2 separate regions of the Xenopus tropicalis genome follow, and region 2 is linked to region 1. Evidence: chromatin contacts called from public Hi-C data. All regions are on one chromosome and are shown on one strand. Each heading gives the region's core, a stretch centred on a gene start, on an enhancer-like site or on the middle of the called end of the contact. The rest is flanking DNA. Distances are from core to core; before and after follow the strand shown. Region 1 has its middle 30 kb from the start of aldh18a1. Region 2 holds the start of cyp26a1 (cytochrome P450 family 26 subfamily A member 1).

What was found. Hi-C and Micro-C count contacts between places; a contact is called where the count stands out from the background.
Region 2: a Hi-C map of neurula embryo shows a contact between it and region 1, with 1.9 times the contacts expected there. The contact joins the promoter of cyp26a1 here to the enhancer-like site in region 1. A contact is called at or near these places in 2 of 5 Hi-C or Micro-C datasets (gastrula embryo and neurula embryo).

What each region holds. Positions count from the first base shown.
Region 1 is chr7:25,249,521-25,255,724 of UCB_Xtro_10.0, reverse strand. No RefSeq gene overlaps it. Among named protein-coding and RNA genes, the nearest start is that of aldh18a1, 30 kb to the right of the region's middle. Within about 2 kb of position 3,869, at least 1 of the 11 cell types and tissues checked has an H3K27ac peak or open chromatin away from gene starts, as enhancers often do. A contact at or near this core is called in neurula embryo, where this site is marked.
Region 2 is chr7:25,306,966-25,313,169 of UCB_Xtro_10.0, reverse strand. It overlaps cyp26a1 (cytochrome P450 family 26 subfamily A member 1), which reads left to right and starts at 2,618. Exons shown (of 6, transcript NM_001016147.2): 1 at 2,618-2,834; 2 at 3,393-3,617; 3 at 4,220-4,504; 4 at 4,775-4,921; 5 at 5,065-5,104. The coding sequence starts at 2,646.

The DNA.
Region 1 (6,204 bases), core at 2,620-5,119:
TACAGTATATCCTTTATTTAGAAGACCAGTCAAAGGAAAATATGACTAGAGGTGACAGTTTTGAAAAGACCATTTACCATATCTATATCTTGCCTGGGAGTCTGTACAATGTATAACCCCTATGAGTACACTACAAAATGATATATCCCACCATGGCATGGTAGACACTTAAAGGAGACAGTCAAACAAATCACTGACAGATTCAGGGACCTTCAAAGAGAAAGATACTTTACAACAAGGTCATGACCAGAGAAATATACAGAGGAGGACACCCTTCCCTCAACTCCCATCTGCTGAAGAACTTTCCAAAATCCAAAGGAACAATCAAAGGGAAGAGCGTGCGTGTGAAAAAGATTTGCACATCATAAAACGAAACCACTAACTATACAAATACATGTGGATTGTCTCATTTTGTTTTTGGGACGGGGGTGCTGGAGAAATATGATTTTTATTAAGTGCATTCCATATCAATGTATGCACATAAAATAGCGAAGAAATCTGATTTATTTCAGAAGCAAATAATATAAAAAAGGAATTGCTTTCAGGAAACTGGGAAACTCAATATTACACATGAGGCTCTTCACATTATGTATATACAACAAATTGAGTAGTTCTCTGATACTATGGAATGATGTAACTTCTTTGGCCAAATGGCAGATGTATTTTTTGGGGAAAACAGATGGCAGAAATAAGCTCAGGTACGTTTTGGCCTTTGCAACAAGTTCCTTAGAAACTATGGAGTGCCCCGCGGCTCCCACCAACCCTCATCAACCCAGGCTGTGTTCCCCTGCCTTCAACTCCCCCTCTCATCGCGGTTTACAAAAATGTAGCAGCTCCCAACTGGGGTGGGGGGCCCCCAGGCTGAAGCCCTGGTGGGTTCAGGAGAGTGCAGTCTAACACTGTTGTACCCTATGGAATTTTAAATCATGAATCGAGTACCGAAGGTTTGTGAACAAAAAGTCGTTGCTGGCATTTCTCCAAATGAGAGGATGGTCACTAAAAAGTTTTGTTGCATTCGGCAATACCATGTCCAAACAAGTATCCCACCAAGCAAAACTTGTAACCCCTTGTTACCATATAATTAGCAGCCAAAGTAAAGTGGTAAACCCTGTGGCGCTGCCCATCAGTTTATGGAAGCTACCTCTCCATTGCTTGAAAAAAGTGGCAGAGAACCAACGGAGGGCTACCATAATCCTGCAGCTTTACATCCTGAGGAACTGGGTCATTGTTTCATCATTGGAAGGGCCAGTGATCCAGGATCTCCTGTGCAACTTGATAATGGGATATTAGTTTTAACGCTAGAGACCTGACACTGCAGATCTGGATTGAGGTGGAGATACATGGTCCCTAAGTCTCCATGCCTACTAAGCATACGGCAGTTTCTGGGAAACATGTGCTTTGGGAAATGCATGACTAAGTGAAAATGCTCTTCTTGCCATATGTTAGTGTGATATATTGCACTGTTAATATCATTAGTTCTGCACATTTTTCAAAGTTTCATGCGCCCTGAAGGGCATTTTAGAACTGTCACTTAGCAAAGTTTAGCCAACCCAATGGAGTGATATTGTCCAAAGCACTGGGTACCCACATACATATCACTTTGCTAGAGCTGTGCCATGTACAGATGAATTTATCAGGCACAATAGGCAGCAAACTTCCTCTAACCAACCATGCTGCTCCATTTAATTAGATTATCACATGTTTCTATTGAAAGGAATAAAGCAAAATGTTGTGCCGTGGTGCTCCACCAAGAGCACTTAAGTGGGCCACGTGAATAAAAAACAATGTGTGATCCATCTGTAGATGTGCGTGTATGGTAGCAATGAAGGTAACATTAGTGTGTGAGGAATGGCTGCCAGGTGATAGGCTGGAAGAATCAGAGGACATAAAAGAGCCTTGTCCATCTTGTCCCTTCTCATTGGATCTAGGGGAATAAAGGGGAATCATTCTAGTTTGGCTACAACTTCATCTCTTCTCTGGTTGTGTACCACTGCTACTAGTATTGGTATACTAATGTCCCCTGTCAGCAGGGGTGTCATTGGGTATCACCATCATTGCTGTCACTATTATTTAATCTACCCCTTTTTCCGTCAACTGGAGGATGCCAACTCCTGCCCACCTTCCCAGCATAGGTAGCATAAATTGACCTGGGTCACAATAGGATTTATTTATGCTTAGCTGCCATGGGTTCTGAACTACTAACCAGGCTTTACAATAAAAGGGGAAAAATACGATATATATGCAGGGTTATATTTGTGCAGATTTTCAGTAAATAAATGTGAAAACCCTATTTAGCTGCATTATGCTGTATATTCTTGTGTGTTGGAGCTCCCCTAGCTGCTGTAAGTGGTACAGTCCTCCCGTACACTGGAGAATGGCAACAGTACTCCATCTTACTGATTGATTGCACCACTCTCAGCCTAGAGTGACCAACATATCCAGAACTCCTAAGAAGTGTGTTGAAGCAGGTTACACTATGGTGGGATAGGATAGCATAATGAAAGAAAATACAGTTAGAAGCTTTACAATATAGATACATTGAACTTTTCTAAAGATTCAAAGTTATTTGTATATGTAATTGGTCATGAAAGACATATCTATCTATCTATCTATCTATCTATGTAAGGGGGCCCGGACTGCGAGTCTGCTATATCATAGTCCCCCCTCCCAGCCCCTCAACTGTTTGTACTAGGCCCCTCCAAAGTTTTTATTTGTGGTGGAAGCCCAGGGCTTGCCAGTTAAGCTACTATTATTGATTATTATGTATCTAACTATTGAGATTTCTCTCTCTCCCTCTCTCTCTCTATGTGTATATATATATATATATATATATATACACAGACACATATATATTTACACAGTTCAACATACGGATATGGGATCCATTATCCGGAAACCCATTACCCAAAGCTCCAAATTACGGAAAGCCCGTCTCCCATAGACCCCTTTTCTCTGTAATAATAAAACAGTACCTGTACTTGATCCCAACTAAGATATAATTACCCCTTATTGGGGGCAGAACAGCCCTATTGGGTTTATTTAATGGTTAAATGATTCCCTTTTCCCTGTAATAATAAAACAGTACCTGTACTTGATCCCAACTAAGATATAATTACCCCTTATTGGGGGCAGAACAGCCCTATTGGGTTTATTTCATGGTTAAATGATTCCCTTTTCTCTGTAATAATAAAACAGTACCTGTATTTGATCCCAACTAAGATATAATTAATCCTTATTGGATGCAAAACAGTCCTATTAGGTTTATTAAAGTTTTGCTGATTTTTTAGTACAATAACAGTATGGAGATTTAAAATACGGAAAGACCCCTTATCCAGAATACCCTTGGTCCCGAGAATTCTGGATAATAGGTCCTATACCTGAAGAATACATCCATGTGACAACACAGGGATGTACAGAGATCATCAGTAAGAAACTCCTCTCTTAAAAATATAACAAGCCCACTTATGGTATGAAGATCCAAATTATGGAAACACCTATTATCCAGAAAACCACAGGTCCCAAGCATTCTGGATAACAGGCCCCATACCTATATCAATTAATATATACTGACGTACACCAATGCACAATGAAAGACACAGAGGCAAGGTGCCGTTTATTCTCAGGGTACAACTACCTAAAGAAGTTGTCTGGAATGTATAAGATGGAGACAACGGGTCTCTGTCAGCACCGGCTACCAGTCTGGAGTATTTGCTAGGACAGCTCGGCCGTGCATTTCAGCTTAAATGTGTAGTTAATATAATTATCCTGAAAGAATCCCAACATGTAAGCTATTCTAAAGGGATGCTCTTTAAATGGGGTAATTACAAACAGAAGCTGCACTGAGTGGGAAAGCAATAGATAAGATCAGGTCACCGAGCGAGCAGGAGTTCACAAAGAGCACCAGGGTAAATCATAGTTCATTGACATGTTATTATTGCCTGAGCCTTGCATCCCATTTATCTGTTTTAGCTACCATACGCTTTACTGCCTGCTACTAAAAGCTGAGAGATAACTTACTGGATCTTATGGGCATTTGGTGGCACACATGACACCCCGGCGATAAAGATCTCTGCCTCTCTTTCCAAACAAATCAAAGGGAAAATGACTTTTTTTTTTCTCCCAAAACAAACTTCACCTTATTTTCCCTCTTGTGCTTCCAGGGGAGGGAAAAGGGAAGAGGAGCAGAGTGCAGGAAGCATGGCGGAAGCTCCGTCATTCGCTCCTCTTACCACTGAAAAGAAAGAGACACTTCCAAAAACAAAGATTTCCTAATAAGATTTCACTCATTTGCCCAAAGGTCGTGTCCATTTCTTTAAGGAATTTCAACTTTTTAATTTTTTTTTAATTCATGGTCATTACACTGTAAATCTGAATGGACATAGCCAGCTGTAGTGGTTTCCTTCTAAATACCAATATAGACAAGTGCGCAGGTACGTTTTGAGCAAAGTGCAATTTGGAGCGCAATCACCATGTTTTTTCCCACAGTGCTCTGTTTTCTTCCCTAAAATTCCAGAGCCATTGCAATTGAAAAGGGGGGATGCTCTTGACGCAATTTCGCTTTGCCCACAATTACGTCCAATTCGCAGAAATGAACTAAACCGCATTAAGCACGGAACACCTATAGCATCTGTATTAATATAAAAAAACATTGTCCCATTGTACAAATATATGGGCTCCGGGGTCTTTATAATGAGACTGGGAACTCACCCCTATAAAAATGTTTGATCCTGAACCCAATAAGCACTGGATTTGTATTTTCCTTTATTGCTGGCAGTGCTGGTATAGGTCTAATATCTTTAGTGCTTGGGACGTGGGGGTTTCTGCATAAGGGATCTTCCATAATTTGGAGAACCATGCCTTAAGGCTACAAAAAATAAAATAAACCATTAAATCCCAACAGGGCAATTTTGCCATAAAAGCGGATTTATGCTAGCTTAGTTATCAAGGCACTGTCTATTGCAAAAAAGCAAATCAGTTGTATTCTAAGAATTTTTGGTTTACATGGGACTTTATGAAAAATGTCAATGCCATATTTTGGAGCTGTCTGGATATTAGGTTTGGGAATAATAGCTCCCATAGCTCTGTATAGTACATACTGGGTGGTCTTAACATGAACTGCAGCCCTGAAATAGTTCTGTGCATAGAATTAAGATATATTGTATGGGCATTATTATATAAATTAAATATATTATATACTATATATACTGTATTAGTAGTAGTAGTATTATTATCAAAAATGTTACCCAATCCATTTGTAATGACAGTAATTTCATTAATACCAAAGCAAACATCAGAATCAGGGCCATTAACAAAGGATGATACACAATAATAGTTTTGTAAGGAAATATGCAAACTCTGACATTCTCCCCTGATTGCTGTTAGGCTGCTGATGGCAAGTTAAGTGCATTTGCAGCACTGTTAGTAATTTATGGCTTTTGCTGCAGTGTTTAAATAGAGAATTACCATGATAGGCACACTTTCTTATCAATCATGGCAATCCCTAGTGTTTGTTTGGACACTGCGCTGAAACAAATTCAATTACAAGAGTAAGAGAGAGCAAATAAGGTTCATTTCCAGCACCGGTAGTGTGAACTGTACAGCTTATACAGGTGCATGCATTTGCCTTTGTGCATGTGGAACCACTTTACTGTTATAATACAAACAATACATTTTATACATAATACATTGCCCAACAATAAACAAAATAAAAATCCTTTATTCTGAGCTGATATCAGGTATCCAATAAAATATCAAACAGCTTAGTCGGCCATTAGCCAAGTTCCCCCAATAAGAACACAACTCAGCAACAAGGATGTGAACGTAACTAAGTCTAAATCATTGTCAGATGCAGAAGTGGTTTCTTAACAATACAGCTTATCATAGTAACATAGTAAGTTAGGTTAAAAAGAGATCACACATCCATGAAGTTAAACTATTTATGCCTATATATTCCTTCCTGACTCCAAGATGGCAATCGGACCAATCCCTGGATCAACTTGTACTAAGAGCTATCTCCCATAACCCTGTATTCCCTCACTAGCTAAAAAGCCATCCAACCCCTTCTTGAAGCTATATAATGTATCAGCCAGTACGACTGATTCGGGAGGGAATTCCACAACTTCACAGCTCTCACTGTAATAAATCCTTTCTGAATATTTACATGGAACCTCATTTCTTCTAAATGGAATGGGTGCCCTTGTGTCT
Region 2 (6,204 bases), core at 1,369-3,868, 59 kb before region 1:
TTGATTGTGAGGGTTGATTATTTTAGGTTTCACTACTCCTTCTTTTCAGATTCTTTATTATTCATCCCAATAGTCAAACAAATGCTTGGTCATTGCCCTAGCAACAAAACTTTCATAAAAAACAACACTCAGAATGCCACTGCAAGATGTTGGCTAAAGATTAGCTGAACCTGGCATACTGACATACAGTGACTGGTGATACAGCCAGGACTGGATACAGCTCTAAGGGGTAGCCCATATATAAAGAAATACTTTAAAAATCCCCTAGCCACTGCTGGACATTTGCAGATAAATCTGGTGGTGGAGCTGAGGGGGTGGAAAGCAGTTTTTTGGTGATCTGCGCAGTATGCAAACTGAACTGTGAATGCCAAAGGGGAAAAGTCCAGACCAGTAAATGTATTGGATGGAGATATAGCCCTCTTTAGATGCCACCTGTGCACAAGTGGTGCAGGGTACCTAACCCTCAACAAGTGCAACTCATAAAGAGCTCACCTCTCCCCCTCACCTCTCCTCCCACTCAGAGACTTGCATTATGGTTACAACTTGGCACTGAATCCTCTGTAATAGTGTATTAGCAACATACCACCCTCCTGGGGCTCTTAAATTGAAAACTGAAAGCTGGAAGTTGTACTTCTGTGCCATGTGGGAGCCCTTCATTTATCCATAGGTATCCTACAGTATAACAGCGTGCTCTCTGCCAGACTGACCATACTGTTATTTTTGTTTGGAACCTGCTTAGAACCAAACCACAAGAATAACCCTGATCCACACCATCCACTTTGTAGCAAGTTCCTTTTTAGGGGGCCCCATGATTTCTGTCTGAATCACCTAAAGAAGCACAATTACAAGTTATCATTTATCTCTGGGAGTCCCACAAGTCGTGTTTAAAACTGGGAACCCCACCTTCAGTGTATGGGGTATCTCGCTAAACTAAACATGGCATTGGATCAGTATAAAGCCAGGGGAATCTGAACTACAACTCCCAGAATCCCCTCAACAGAAATCTACCTTATCCCTTGTGCAGTTCACTGATGGCCTCAGTACACATGGTGTCATTATACTGCCACTCAGGACTGGAATTGGAGACAAGGGCCTGTCTGAGAGAAAGAGCAATTCCATAAATCACAGCTGTCCAACCTGTTGCCCTCCAGCGGCTGTCAAACTACTGTTGCTGTAGACCAGCTGGAGGGCTTCAGTTTGGACATGGCTGTATATGGCATATGCAGAGAATTGTTCCACGATATAATATACCCTTTGTACTTTTAGCCTAAGTGGCCCTGTGATACTGGGGAGCCGGGTCAAAACACTCACCATCAAGACTGTTCCCATATTGATGTGAATAATCCCCTTTAATTTGCTGAAATTGCAGTATGGCAACACTAGTTTATATTTAACATTAAAGAAAAGAAGACAAAAATGATGCTTTTCTGTGCCTGCTGATATACAGTCCCGCCATAATGAGCTACTAATCCAAGCTGAGAGGCGCTTTATTGCCTGGGTATCAGCGCTCAGCCCCTGCCATACGCACATTTGGGAGATATTTAGCGCGCATTATTGGCTCGGCATCTGCTCAGCGCTCTGATCTATTATTATGATCATTACTATTAAGTCCATAAGAAAAAAAAAGCGAAGCGTGGGCAGTAACGGCCGTGTGTTTACCTTGCGCTATAACCTCGCTTTCCCTCGCTGACCTGAGTTTGAACCAGCGATTAGCGCTGCATCATAAGTCGGAGAATTTACTTGCGACTCTCCCTCCCGGGACTCAGGACGTAAATACAATCAGTGAGTTGGGGTGAAGCTCGGGCCAAGCGCTCGGTTTATAAGAGATGAAACTTGTACAGTGAGTCCCATTACTGTAATACATGGGGCAGCTTCGTACATTCCTTGCGCGGCAATAGGAGCAGGGAGAAAGCACTGGCTGCCTCTGTCCCATGCTAAGTTAAGAAAGAGGGTGTATTGTTGGTGCTGACATTCAATTCTATGGTTTATAATAATAAGTCAACAGATGCGGTAAAATTATTTTGCGTTGTAGAGAAGCGCAAATGCGCTTCTCTATGACGCAAAATAATTTTACTGCATCAGTAAATACTACGAGGAGCCTTTGGCGGCGGAGGGAGTTGATAAAAGTAAAAGGGTTATAGTATAAGAAGATTCTTGTCCAACCTGCTAACTCCCTCCAGCTGTTGTGCACTGCAACACTGCGACAGGCGGGTTAGACATCTCCAATACTAAAACGAATACATTCAATGTAAATACCCCAAACCCGCGTATAGATCTATAAAACAGACTATTCAGTTGCAGAACTTTAGGCGACTGGTGGTGGAAAGGGGGCGGCACAGTGCGCCCGAACGCGACTCATTGTAGTGAGTAAATTAACACCTATTCACAGTGAAATGCTGATTGTCTGGGGGTGGTAATGGGAGCCAAATGGTTAAAGAATTTGGGTAGAGTCGTGTCCAGGTGGGAGGAGTCCCAGGGTGATGCTACAATCTGCAATTAAAGATGAACTTTGTTTGAACTAATTTATCTGACCAAGGTAAAAAAGGGGGCAGAGCGGGGAGAGTATATAAAGGGCAAAGCATGGGGCAGCAGCAGACTGACTCCGGGGCTCACCTTGCTTCCAGCTCAGGTAGCCTCCTCCTGCCATGGATCTATACACTCTGCTCACCAGCGCCCTGTGCACCCTGGCACTGCCAGTACTACTCCTGCTCACAGCTGCCAAGCTATGGGAAGTGTACTGCCTAAGCCGCAAGGATGCCAGCTGCAGAAACCCTTTGCCCCCTGGCACTATGGGGCTGCCCTTCTTTGGAGAGACTCTGCAAATGGTGCTGCAGGTATGTACATGTATGTACTGGGGAGCCCAGGCAGCTTAGCGCGCAGTTGGGAATGTAGGAGGCACCTGTGCGCAACAGAGTTTGTTAGGGGGGAAACAAAGTAGCAAGTCGTATGAAACTGCGATTATAGATAGGTACAAAGTAACTTTCTGCTTTGAAAACTGTAACAACTTAGGTACCAACTTATACTATAGTGTGCCAGGCTGAAGCAGAGCCCAGTCCGAACCGAAATGCGCACCCATTGGCTCAGTAGCAAAAATACAGGCTCACACGTCACTCGTTTGAAACAGCCCAGCGTTTCGGCCCTTGCAGCAAACCTTGGGCTATCTGTTAGAGAATGCGCTGGCAATTCTGCTGGCCAACACTTTGGCGCTAACCATCTCTGCTGGCCAACACTTTGGCGCTAACCATCTCTGCTGGCCAACACTTTGGCGCTATTCATCTCTGCTGGCCAACACTTTGGCGCTATTCATCTCTGCTGGCCAACACTTTGGCGCTAACCATCTCTGCTGGCCAACACTTTGGCGCTAATCTGCTCTTCTTTCTTCCCCAAACCAGAGGCGCAAGTTCCTCCAAGTTAAGCGAAGGAAGTACGGTCGCATCTACAAGACGCATCTATTCGGCAGCCCCACGGTGCGCGTTACGGGCGCAGAGAACGTTCGCCAGATCCTACTGGGGGAGCACAAGCTGGTGTCCGTTCACTGGCCGGCATCTGTCCGCACTATCCTGGGGGCCGGCTGTCTGTCCAACCTGCACGACTCCGAGCACAAGTACACCAAGAAGGTAAGCGTATACCCATAGACTAGGGCAGTGGCCCTGCAGCTATTGCTGAATTACAGCTGGCACCCAGGGTGTCGGTTCCACAGGTTCTAGAAAGCATAAGTAGCGCCATTCTACAGCGTTTCTCCAGCTGTTTTTAGCGACAGCAGTCGTTTTATGCGCGTAACTGCAGCGCCACCAGTGGTTCCATAGAGAAATGCCTGGGTCTAATGCATCAATTTGTATCTCTCACCCTTTCTTTGCGCCCTGCCTCATCCTGGTGGGGGATCGCATCCCTTAAAAGCCCCCGGGGGCCTATTCTACAGAGGGAGATTTCATTTCAGCAGGGTGATGGGGAGGTTAATCTTTGTTTGGGATGAACCTGCTAATCTCTCCCCCTGCTGAACCCCAGCGGGGGGCTCTACTGACACCTGGAAAGGATTAACCCTGCGTGTGTGCGCACTGCTCCGGGCCAATCAATGGAACATACTTATCTGATCTAATGTAGGGCCAATCGGGTGGGGGTACAACTCCCTGCAACCGACTGACAGGCTGCTGGGAGTAGTAATGGGGCGCCCTAGTGTAGTGCTGGGTGCCAATGGGGCTAATGATGGTGTTGCCCGCAGGTGATCATGCAAGCCTTCTCCCGGGAAGCCCTCGCCAATTACGTCCCGCTGATGGAAGAAGAACTCAGACGCTCCGTCAACCTGTGGCTGCAAAGCGACTCCTGTGTATTGGTGTATCCCGCCATCAAGCGACTGATGTTCCGCATCGCAATGAGGCTGCTGCTCGGCTGCGATCCCCAGCGCTTGGGCCGCGAACAGGAGGAGACGCTGCTAGAAGCCTTCGAGGAAATGACCCGAAATCTCTTCTCTTTGCCTATTGATGTGCCATTTAGCGGCCTCTACCGGGTAAGCCAGGAACTGCATGCTCTTCTCTTTAACCCTGTGTATCCCAACAGCCAACTCATTCTTTATAGAAAAAAAAGTTATTTATTCCCTCCCTGGGTAGTTATTTACAAGGTATTATAATGGGCAGAATACAATCATGTAAACTAGTATGGCAGGCTGTATTTATAATATTAATTCCTGCATGTTGAAGTCTCTGCAATGCCCAGACAAAATGAGCATATTAAGAAATGCTGGCAACTAAAAGTTGACTTTAATTTTTCTCCACAATAGGGTCTGCGGGCCAGAAACATAATTCATGCCCAAATTGAAGAAAATATCAAGGAAAAGCTGCAAAGGGAACCAGACGGACAGTGCAGGGATGCCCTGCAGCTGCTGATTGACCACAGCCGCCGGACTGGTGAACCTGTCAACCTGCAGGTAAATATCATCATCATCCTCTTTAGAGCGTTCCGTCACATTGTGTGGTTAATCTGCCATGCAGGTGTCACCATTTTGTGAAGAGCGTAAATGCCTGTATAACATGTTGTAGTTTTTTTAAAGCATTATTTTAACTCTTGCAGGCTCTGAAAGAATCGGCAACGGAACTCTTGTTTGGAGGCCACGGAACCACAGCCAGTGCTGCCACGTCCCTCACCACCTTTCTTGCACTTCACAAAGACGTTCTGGAAAAGGTCCGCAAGGAGCTTGAATCACAGGTAATTTAGCCGGATCCAAATAATAGTGGCAGGCCATTTTTTATAAGGGCTTTGGTCATAAGAGCTTACAATCTAGCTGTATGCCGTTTGAGAGAACCTTTTGTTTATAGTGCACCACATGCAGTGCAAGCTGCCCTATTTGCCAGTGGCACTACTGTAATGGGTCAATCCACAACTATATATATATAGGATCGTTTTCATTAAATTTTTGTTTTCTAACAAAGTCCCTGCGTGTGCGGCTCATTGTCTTGCTATATATATATATATATATATAATTTATATACAATAGTGCCACCCAAACAGTGCAGCAGTGTATGCAACAACAGAAAAAAAACCACAGGTTACTCACAGTTGCTTGCAGTATTAAGGGTAGTTATAGGGGTGTGTGGGGGGCTTATAGGCATGGTAGTTCTAATGAAATATGCAGATGCAATGGGACATTTTTATTGATTAAAACATGACTTATATCTTTATTTTTTTTTTCCTCTGTAGGGTCTCTTGTCTAATAAACCCGAGGAGAAGAAGGAGCTGAGCATTGAAGTACTCCAACAGTTAAAGTACACTAGCTGCGTCATTAAGGAGACCCTGCGGCTCAGCCCACCAGTGGCGGGTGGATTTCGTGTGGCCCTCAAGACCTTTGTATTAAATGTAAGTTCCCCTTTCTGAAACGTCTCTCTCTGTGCTTAGAGCCTGTTATATTGTAGTTTTATATCGGCATCCCCATAGGCCCCAGTGCAGTGTCCATGTGTTGGGTTTTACCCTTTAGGAAAGTTCACTGCGTGTAGCAGCACAGTGTTCCTGATACCTGTAATAGAATCCCTCTTTTATGATTTTACAGCCCCCTCTAGGGAGAAACCAGCACCCCACATAACACCTTTCTACTAGTGACACTACCTGTAGTGCCAGTTGCCTGCTATTTATGGCCTGCTCTTTGTTCTTTCAGGGCTATCAGATTCCCAAGGGTTGGAATGTTATATACAGCATTGCTGACACTCACGGCGAGGC